Linked DNA regions of Ovis aries: region 1 is linked to region 2. Evidence: chromatin contacts called from public Hi-C data. All regions are on one chromosome and are shown on one strand. The core of a region is the stretch at or near the end of the contact, and the rest is flanking DNA. Distances in the headings are between cores, read along the strand shown.

Region 1 (5,143 bases), core at 1,331-3,830, 230 kb before region 2:
TGCACACACACAAAGCAAAGGGGCTGCATGAAATAAGATGAGCAAATGTTGATAACTGTCAAAGCTGAGTAAGGGGCCCAGAAGATTTCATAATATTCTTTATTTGGGCCTTTTTGAAAATGTCCACAATGAAACATTTTTTGTAATGGAAAAAGCAAATGTGCATTAAAAAAACATGTCTTACAGAAGACAAACTTATAGTTACCAAAGAGGAAGATAGGGGAGGAAAAATTAGTTCGGGAATAGCAGATGCAAACTACTATATATAAAATAGACAAACAACAAGGTTCTAAGGTATAGCACAGGTGATTATATTCAATATCTTGTAGGGACTATCCTGATGGTGCAGTGATTGAGATTCTGAGCTTCCATTGAGGGGGCCTGGGTTCCATTCCTGGTCAGGGAACAAGATCCTACATGCTGCAACTAAACATTTCCATGCCCCAACTAAAAAGATCCTTCATGCCACAACTAAGACAAATAAATAAAGAGCTTGTAATAACCTATGATGGAAAAGAATATGAAAATGAGTATATGTATATGTACAACTGAATCACTTTGCTGTACACCAGAAACTAACACGACATGGTAAATATACTTCAATTTTAAAAAATATATATCTTGCAAGAACACAAAATAATACATTCTAAATTCATTTAACGGTTGCCTACGAGGGCTTCCCTTGTGGCTCAGCTGTAAAGAATCTGCCTGCAATGCGGGAGACCTGGCTTCGATCCCTGGGTTGGAAGGATCCCCTGGAGAAGGGAACGGCTACCCATTTCAGTATTCTAGCCTGGAGAATTCCATGGACTGTATAGTCCATGGGGTTGCAAAAAGTCGGACACGACTGAGCGACTTTCATTTTCAAAAAGTGAGGGAAAGCGAAGGGGAGGTAAAAGGGAATAGATAAGAATAGAGAAATAGATGGGGGAGAAGATGGAATGGTATGGTCAGAGCTATGAGGAGAAACAGTATAAAAACACAGGAGGAAAGGATGGTGAACAAACAAAAAATTTTAGAGGGGTGCAAACTGTTAAAAGGATATTAGTTTTGGTAACCTCAGAAAACTTGCGCAATTGGAGAGGAAGATAGAACCCAAAACACAGGCATAGAGGTGGGCAACAGCAGGTTCACACTGTTTGCAAAAATCCACCCTGAAACACTGGGAAGAAATCCAAGTTAGAAAAATTAATAGCAAAGATGAGTAAAAACTATTTCAGAAATGGGCAAAGGGGTCCCTCGCTGGTGTTTTAAAAGTCTGACTATAGAGAGAAACTGGGAAATGACCAAGAGAAGAAAGGAATGGGAGGGTTAAATAGAATTAGGTGGGAGATAAGCATGAGTGTTATCAGAATTGGAAGGACAGTGCCTCTTCTGAAATTGGTGGAAAACAAAGAATTCAGTAAAAGAAATGTAACCAAGTAGCTGAAGAGGAAGAGGACAGCATGCAGAGTTTGTGCCTGATAGTATCAGAAAAGATACCAAGGAGGAATGGTGATGGACCAAACATCCTGGCATGCTCTACTTGGAGATAAGCTAAGTCCATCAATCTCCATAAACGTCTATTCTTTGTCCAAAGGTGACAGTGAGTAATAAACCCCCTTAGTAACTTCCTTTTTGCCAGCAGGAGGTGCCCTTGGACCACAGTTGAATTCTGAAAGCTGGAAAATGCCCTGGTCAGTTGCCCTGTCCTCCAGCAGCTTGGTCTGGAGGTGGAGACCCTGGCCTGTCCCCAAAACAAGAAACCTCTCTGGTCCTCTATACCAAGCATTCGTTGGTGTGCTCGCCACGAATCGGGAACTGTTAAGGACACATAATTAGAGCTTAATTCTCTAGCTAGGGAGAGAAAACCAGCCTTCGTGTATATGTGACAAACAAAACCCAACTGATTTGAGTGTAACCTGGATATAATGCCTCTACGAGCTATCTCAGCTCTGCCATCTTCGGTTCTGTTTCCTCACCAATGAAGTACATGTTTTCAATTAAAATTTTTTGAATTATGTTATAAAGCTCTACCAAAAAAAAAAAAAAAAGGCCAGGTTTGCTTGAAATGTGGCCCACCTGTATTCCTAAAATGTTGCCCCAAGCTACCGTAGAGGCTGGCCGATTGCTAAGAAAACCCGCTTTTCGGGGACTCAGTGGGATAACCCTTTGTCATCAGCAGCGGCCGTCCTTCCCCACCTCCGCCCCCCGACACTGCCCAATAGCACGATCCATTGTGAATGGATCCATTATGATCCACTGTGACTCCCGGGCTTCCGATCTCACCAAGGCAGTGGTTGCGCCCAGAGCCTTCTGACGCGTGAGCGCCGACCCCCACCCACACCACCGTCCAAGGTGTTGATTGGCTAGCCGGGCCAGGGGGCGGGCTGACCTCCGCTCCGCCGCGCCGACAACAGCGGGCCCCGCCCCCTATCGGGGCGACTGGGAGCCGAGCCCGGGGCAGCCATTTGTACGCGGCCGCGGGATTGGTCGCCTGGCTCCCGCGAGGGTGAGGAGGGGGTGGGCAGCGCGCACTCGCGCGTGCGTCAGGTGGCGCGCGAGAAAGCCCCGGTCGCGCCGAGGTTTGAGCGGCCGTCGCCATTTTGTAGGGTTCTCTCTGACGCGGGAGCCGCCGCCAGCGCTGCTGCCACCCGGAGGTGCGCAAGGTATCCGTGGGCGTGTGGGGAGCCCGAGAGCCGGGCCGGCCGGGCCTCTGGCGGACGGGGATGGCCCAGGGTTTGGGTTTCTTCTCTTGGGGCGGGAGGTCCGGGGAAGACAACGGGAGGAGGCGGGGCCGGGTCTCCGGAGGGGGCGGGGCAGGGGTCGAGTCGAGTCTTTGTTGGGGAAAAGGCACTGGAGTTGGGTCGCCAGGGCGGGGGTGGGGGTCCCAATTGGGGCAAAGGGGGCCTTTTTATTCGTAAAAGTATTTTGAACGGTGATGCTTCACGGAAGAGAGGTACACAGATTTCCCTCCAAAACCTTGTTACCAGGGACAGTTAGATATATGCCTCTTCCCCCCCGTTTGGATTCTTCTCTTACCTGCCCCCGAACAGGAGTATTTCAAGCTAAGCCTGTTACTTAAAGGGCGCCTTATTTCACGAGGAACTATGCAGTGCATGCTGACAACCGATCCGTTCGCGTGTTAACACACAGCTTACACTACTCCTTAAGAGCTAACCTTTCTCCCGCTACTGAAAAAAGGAGCGTCTGTGAGAGCATCTTGAAGGTGCCAAGAACTTGGGAGGATTAATCCGAAATGCAGTGCATTGAAACTTTCGCCTCTAACTTCTGAAAATCTCCTTTCTTCTCTTCCAGGCTCTTGTCAGAATGGTGAAGCTGTTCATCGGAAACCTGCCCCGGGAGGCCACAGAGCAGGAGATCCGCTCGCTCTTCGAGCAGTATGGGAAGGTGCTGGAATGTGACATCATTAAGAACTACGGCTTTGTGCACATAGAGGACAAGACGGCGGCCGAGGATGCCATCCGCAACCTGCACCACTACAAGCTGCACGGGGTGAACATCAACGTGGAAGCCAGCAAGAATAAGAGCAAAGCTTCAACCAAGTTGCATGTAGGCAACATCAGTCCTACCTGTACCAACCAAGAGCTCCGGGCCAAGTTTGAGGAGTATGGTCCAGTCATCGAATGTGACATCGTGAAAGATTATGCCTTTGTACACATGGAGCGGGCTGAGGATGCAGTGGAGGCCATCAGGGGCCTTGACAACACAGAGTTTCAAGGTGAACTGCTCTGGGGCTTGGGTGGCAAAACCGAGTGGGGGTCTAGGTGTAAACAAGAACAGAGGACCATGGGGCTGGCAGGGTGGTGTCTTCCGTTCCACTTTAGCTGGAGATAATAGAACGATTGTATGTTTACCATGCTTAAACACAACTCTTGGAGAAGCACACACTTCTCCTTTTCAGATTTGCCAAGATGTTTCTCAACAAGTTTGTAGAATCACAAACGGTAGGTCACTTTTACCTGCAAGCGTCATTCATTTGGGTGCTGTAGGAAGTTTAATCTGCAAATGGGAGAAGAGGATAAAGGTCTGTGGCTTACTTGCTTCTTTTGTTATGATGAGGAAGCCTTATATATTTGAGAGTTTAAATGCATAGGGTTTATACTCCTTACTGCCCTGGGCAATGGGCCGTGGTGGGAAAGAACAAAGACATCTTTAAGAATCTCTGTATTGTAAATCTGGGTGGTGAATCTGATTTTGGGGGGTTATCTTTTGAGTATGTGATGAACTATATAAGCAGAGCCAAAAACTGCTATGTATTCTGCTCCACATACTATCATTTAATCTTAAAGGGAAAAAAGGACATTTCTAAAAATGTTAGGTTGAATGGGAATTATGGTTCTGCTTCTGAGGAGATTCCGATTAGGGTGTCATATGGAATTATTTATATCATTAATAAAACTACATACGTTATCATTAGTACTACAGGAGGTTGAAGACCCTCTGGAACTGTGCTGATATGGTAGCCACTAGCCCCATGTGGCTGTCAAATTGAAATTAAATAAATTTTAAAGTTCACTTTCTCAGTTGTGCTGCACACATTTCAAGTACTCAGAAGTCATACAGGCTAGTAGTGACTGTATCAGTGCAGATACAGAACATTTACATCATCACAGGAAGTTCTGTTGTACAGCGCTGTCCTACAAGCTTTTTGTTGATAGTGTCGTCTTAGACCACATGTTTACATCCACTTTTCAGGTTTATAAATTAAGATCATTTTTTTCTCTTGAGTACCATTAAAAGGGTTGTAAAGACGTACTTAAGGGTCCTCTACTAAACCTAGAAAACAGAACAAAAATGGAGAAGAGGAAAAGTTGACCAGAAAAGGGTAAGAAAGTCTGCAGATAGTAGAGATTGCAAATAATGCATCAGATATTTCCAGCTTCAGCCAGTGGTGTCCTGGCTTTTAGCTGCTCATTAAAGCACGGGGCAAAAACTGTAGAGACTTGCTACCATTTATTTGTCATATGAGCATGGACAAGTGTTTTAACCTCTTTGTGCTTCATTTTCCCCACTTGTAAAGTAGAGTTATAATGGTCCCTGCCGTACCTCCCTCACAGGATGGTAGTGAGGCTAGAATGAGGTGATAGATGTGAAAGTGCTTTGGCAGTAAAAGCACTGTGTGATAAAAGGTGAGTGGTGT
Region 2 (5,753 bases), core at 1,712-4,211:
GAGGCTGAAGAGGAAGGCACAGCCTCCTGGCTGGTGGGGTGTGTAGGGTGGCGTGCACACGAGGTCCTTGCTCAGGTCTGCTTGAAGAGAAGGCTGAGGGCCTGATGGGAATGTCAGGTAACTGAAGCCAAGGTCTTTGGGTGCTCGGGGAAGCTCTTCTGATGTTGAGACAGCACCTAGCTCAGGAGCACTGGGGAAACTGGTGCTTCTGGGAGGCCCCATGGTGAAGAGTGGATTAGGGCTGGAGCACTGCTCCTGGGAGAGGATGTTCTCCGGGAATGAGGGCAACATGGTCGGGGTGCCCAGGACATAGGCTGCCTGGGTTTCTTCAGAGTTCAACTGCTGGCGGAGGCTCCAGGCTTCCATGTCACTGGAGAGGAAAGAAGAGGCAGCTGGTAAGGGTCTGGTGTCCGTTCCTAGAGTTCTCTGATTTGTATCTCTTCCTCCACCTTGGCTGCCTCCCAGGCCCCTGCCTTGCAGCTCACCTGATTGGGTAGTTATTGGCAGTAATGGGGCCCTCTGGACCTTCTGAATATAAAAGGCAGTAAATCCATGCCCAGCCTCCAGGCTTAGCCAGCAGTCTCACCACCATCTCTGCCTGAATATCTCCACTTTCAGCCACTGAGGGGAAAGAAGAGATGCAGAGTTAGAACAACCATCAGACAGCACCACCCAAGCTCCCCACTTGCTGACTGACTTCTCCACTGAAGTAGGGTATCCATAACACCTTCTTTTCTGACTGCCATCACCTGCACCATTCAACTCCCCATTTTGACCTCACCACTCAGAGTCCCCTAGTTCTGATTCTATTCTCACCTTGACTCCTTATCGTAATGCTCACCCTATGGCATTCAAAATTGTGCGCCTCTGGTATCTCCCCAACTTCAATCTTGGTCACAGCCCTTCTTGTTCAGATTTCCCATGGCCTTCCCCACTCCCTGCCTTTTTCTCAGCCTCTCTGGACACTCACACAAGCGGTAGTGTTGAGCAGAAGCGTGGCCCAGGTCCTCAGGGTGTAGCAATCCATACCATGATTTACAGAGCAGCTCACTGCGCTCAAAGCCCAGGTAGATTAGGACACTGGGAAGGTGAAAAGGATGAGATCAGCTTTCTGTTTTCTCTGCATGATACCCAGGCATCTCCCTCCCCCATTCCCAGGTCTTCTACACCCTTAGATTTCATTCTCCCTGCCCCTGACTCCAGAAGCTAGGGTCCCCTCATTCTGACCTGCTTTTCTTCTGGGGCCTGAATACTCTGGGCTTACCTCTCTGAGATATCCAGAAGGGCCAGGTCCTTAGCATGACGACTCTGGAACATGGCGAGGAAGAGTGAGGCTGGGCCAGGACCAGGGCCAGGGCCAGGGCCAGGGCGGGGTCTTGTCTCCAGTGGAGCACAGAAAGCTGTGAACACAGGATTTCCTGCCCAGTAGGCCCCAGGTGGGTGAGCGTGGAATCGACCTCGAATAAGCACCAGTTTGTTGCCTGCACTCTGGCGCCTGAGGGACTTGGAGGTGTTGAAGCGACAGCGGAAGAGGCGATCTGGGTGAGTGAAAGAAAAACTAGTGAGGAGGTGAATGGCTGAGGACAAAAATGGGAAGGAGCAGGGCAGTAGGACGGATATTGAATTGAGAAAGAAGGGTGTTCTCACCAGTATCCAGGGCAGAGGGCAGGGCAAGTTGCTGGCGCACAGTTAGGTGGTCAGCTGGATCAATGATGTCATAGATACTGTCACCCTGGGCAACCAGGTCCACCTGGAGAAAGTTAAAGGAGAGATGACCATTAGTGAAGGCAACAAAAGCCAATCTTTGGCATAGAGCATCTTGTAGGGTAAAACTCCCCCTCCCCAGTAATCCTCAGACTCTCAGGACGGGAAAACTCATCGTGTCCCCATCTGCACTGCAGTCCAAGCTGAAAGGATCCTCAGCACTCACCATGGAGTGGCCCAGATGCTCGCTCACACTCTCAGACAGATATAGCAGCTTCCCCTCTGCTGTGAACACAAGCAGAAATCCAGGTAGTGCCGCCACTATGTCTTCAAGCTCTTGAGCTGAGAGAAGCCCTGTGGAGCCCGCCAGAGGAGTGCCTGAAGAGTGAGAAGACAGAGTGAATCGGGAGTAAGACTAGGAAGCAAAACAGAAGTGAGAGACTTTTGGATTGAGTTTATCATGGACCTGCTTCTGCACACACCTGTTGACCTACTGCCCACAGCTCTTGCCCCGGGAACCTGTTGCTGGATCTCTCCAGCTAGCGAGCCCTTCGACTTTTAAGTCGGGGCTGAGGGTTTGGCGGGTCTGTGTTTCAGGACCACGGACAGCGCTCTAATGCCAACCGAACGTTCAGCACCGCGGGCAGAGCGTTGCAACCCGGTGATGCTGTCAGCACCGTGGACAGCGCTTCACCGGCTGCAGATGAGCCCATCCACGGTAGCGAGCAGAGGGTGTGTTTCCCCAGGCTTTGCCTCCGTCCCTGCAACTTCCCAAGCTCCCCTCCCCTGGCTCCCGGAGCGCTTCCGCGCCGGTGAGAACTGGGACCGTTCTGTCCTGGCTCTCCTGCTCCCGTAAGTCTGGCTCTAGGGACACTATCCAGGCTCTCTAACATTTATTCAGTACTAAGGTGAGGTTTGGACAGAACTCAGGAGGCAAAGTAGGAAGTCCTGAGTTCTCCAAGTTCTTTCTCACCCTCAGATCGCAGACACGCTTCCCTAGACCCGCGGCAGTCCCAGCGGGTTCCCTCAGCTTCCTTCTCTCTGAGGCTTCCCAGCTCGAGTCTCAGCCCCGGTTTGCTCACCTCCAGCGAAGAAGACTCCCTTGCGAGTGTAGATGCAGGCAAGACTCATAATGTGCAGGTAGGACAGCCGGACCTTGTCCGCTTCGGCCAGCGGCAGCAGCTCCTTGAGGTTCCGGATCTCAGCGTTGATCTGGTCGCGGCGCGCCTTGGAGGCGCCCTTGGTGGAGCGGTACATGACTAGCGGCTGCGGAGCTCCAGCTCGGGCTCTCCGAACACCTGCGTTTCTGTCCCGACGCACCGGTGGCTTCCTCCTCCTTGCTTTCCCGTCTCACGCTCAGGCTCCTTCTCTCTCTGTCTCTCCTCTCCTGGGCTCCGCTCGGTTGCGCTGCCCCTTTCGCCTGCCTGGTTCCGCCTTATATAGCTCCCGTCAGGCGTGGGGGGCTCGCTTTAGAGAAAGGGGGGGCGGGAGGCTGGGCTAAGCAAGCTGCAGCGGGAGCGGCTGGCTGAGGTAGGGGGGAGCGCGCTCCTCCTCCCTCCCAGGCTTCCGACGTCATCCCGTGACGTAGAGCGAGAGCGGGAGGGGTGCCGGGGGGGGGGAAACGGAGGCTGCGGAGGGGGGCCGCTGCTGGCAGCAGCTCAGCCCAGAGGCAGGCGCTGCTTTGGGAAGGCCTGAAAGGGGGTGCAGGGACCCAGGTGTCCGAGTGTATTCTCCTGAAGGGTCAGGGCTAGGGTTGAGGCTGTCTGAAGCCCCCGGCAGGAGAGTGTGAAGAGGACGGGGTGGGGGGGGGGCTGGGAGGGAGTGTGCTGGTCTGACAACGATTTTTCTAAGGAGGTAAGGGAATGGAGAAGAGCTGAGCGGTACGCAAATTCCCCCTCCTATTTGCCAAAGGTCGAGTACGTCTGGGGCAGGGGTGGGGGCGGGGAAGGATCTTTCTTGGCCTCTGTAGGATAGGCCACAGCCAGGGTTTCTCTCTAGGGATGACTCAGTCTGGGATTCCCTTAGTCACTTTCAAAGAGTGAATCTCCTCCCCCTCCTTTCCAAACCCGAGGCTTGGTGATTTTGCACGGGGGGGCGGGGTGAGGAAGGCGGGGGAGGCGGGTCTCATGGGGGTCTAACTCTCTAGAAGGGATGGGGTCCTGGGGTCCTGAGGTCCTGAGGGGTAGGAACCAGCTGAATTTGGCTTTGGTTCTATTTTCCCACAGTCAAAAATAGGATCACCTACAGCAACGCAGCTGTCTGCAGGGACTCTCCGTTTCTCTGTCAACTAATTAACCTCAGCCACTGATGGGAGAAACTGAGGCAGGGTCCCAGGGCCCGGTGAGGGCCTGGGTTTATCCCTTCCCCCATTGCCAGCCCCCAGAACCAGCGGCTCCCCTCTCCCCGCCCTGATTGCAATCCTCAGTCTCCCCGCGGGCCGGGGGCGGGGGCGGGACCGGGGGAATCCCAGCTCCATATTAGGACAGGAATCCTCCGGCGGCAGCCGCGGCGGCGGCGGCGGGCGGGGCCTGACTGCCTCCGCACAGCTCCCAAGGGCTCCCCCCTGCCTTCAGCGGGGAGGATGGGGAAGCAGCAGAGACGCAAGGGGACCGTGCCAGACCCTCTGCGCGATCCATGCACATACCAGAGACCCCTTAACTCGGGCAGGCTGTCCACATTCCCCTCCAACCCCTGCTCAGTCATCGGCGGTAGGATTCCTCGCTGTCTCTCCTTCTTCAGCTTCCACATCCCACCCCCTCGCTCCGCTCCAGATAGTTTCTTTATCTCACTGCCTGCTTGGTGGTCTGTCTTGGCTTTGTGTGCTCTCCACTCCTCAAATGTTCCCCTTCTGCTCTCTCCAGTCTCTCTTTGTCACCTTTGTCTCCCGCATCATGTTGCTTTTGGCCTATCTCCCTCTTTTCAACACGCATGGAGTTTGAAGGGTGCCTTTGTTTCCCCCAATCAAAGGAGAAGGAAATGAGCTAGGGGACGTTTTATCTGAAATTGAGTTATGTGGGATAGGAGTGTATGTGAAATCATTTGAGGGGCTGGGGGTGAAGCCACTTAAAATTTGGGGGGAAGGGATTGGCCTGATTGTAGAAAGTCCCAGAGGAAGCATGGAGATAAACTTTGACACCAAGGGGTCTTCACTCTTCATGGAAAAGGGTGGTGGCATGAGAGGTAGAGTGGAAGGAGGAGACCCAGGTGAGGAGAAGGCTGTCATAGAAGCAGGTCTCTGGGGCCCCCATCCTGACCTCTTGTGCATTTTGGCAGAGGTGGGGGTCCATCCACATCAACCATCCTGTATTCAGTGATACAAATGAGATGGACAGAAGGGGTATGACTGTCTGTCTACCTGCTACTATCTCTAACCCTATTTATCTGGGTGACAGAAAAAAGGTTCCTTCAGAAAGTATGTCTCTTCCACTTTCATCTCTGTCTGACCCCAGATGTACCCACACACCCCTCGATCAAGCTTCTATTTGGACAAGCCCTTAAAGACCTCCTGAAGTAGGAAATGGCAACCCACTCAGTATTTTTGCCTGGAAAATCCCATGGACAGAGGAGCCTGATGGGCTACAGTCCGTGGGGTCACAAAGAGTGGGACCCGACTGAGTACACACACCACCATTCATTTTTGGACCCCATTCTTGTATGAGAATCCCGGACAGGGTTCCTGTTTTCTCCGCTCACTGGTCCTCTGTCCCTGACTGAGAGACATTCTTATTGTTCCTCTCCATGACGAGAGGTATCTATTGTTTGGGTCCTGCTGGTCTCCACAAGCAGAGCAGACCCGCGGTGAAAGAATGGCGCACTCACCGCTGTCCGTGGTGCTGAATCATCACCAGCTATGTCATATGGACCATAGATGGGTCTGCCTGGGACGTTAGAACTTAAGTCCATACAGACTTCACAGTGAGGCCCCAACTGGCTGTCTCCGTCTCCTCTGAGAATGAATAAAGGAGTGGATTGTGTGTGGGGCGGGGGGTGGGGTGAGGAAGATTTCTGAATTGTAGGAATGAAGTAAATGGGGAGGGAACTGAACTCAA

Evidence for each region. Hi-C and Micro-C count contacts between places; a contact is called where the count stands out from the background.
Region 1: a contact with region 2 is called in a Hi-C map of muscle, with 4 times the contacts expected there. The contact joins the promoter of LOC101117545 here to the promoter of NPAS4 in region 2. A contact is called at or near these places in 7 of 16 Hi-C or Micro-C datasets (blood, liver, muscle and 2 more).

Annotation. Positions count from the first base shown.
Region 1 is chr21:41,120,262-41,125,404 of ARS-UI_Ramb_v3.0, reverse strand. LOC101117545 (RNA-binding protein 4B) reads left to right here and starts at 2,580. Exons shown (of 6, transcript XR_009597853.1): 1 at 2,580-2,639; 2 at 3,298-3,721.
Region 2 is chr21:40,890,991-40,896,743 of ARS-UI_Ramb_v3.0, reverse strand. NPAS4 (neuronal PAS domain protein 4) reads right to left here and starts at 2,961. Exons shown (of 8, transcript NM_001287463.1): 1 at 2,787-2,961; 2 at 1,931-2,082; 3 at 1,648-1,750; 4 at 1,265-1,538; 5 at 971-1,080; 6 at 486-621; 7 at 1-370. The coding sequence starts at 2,961.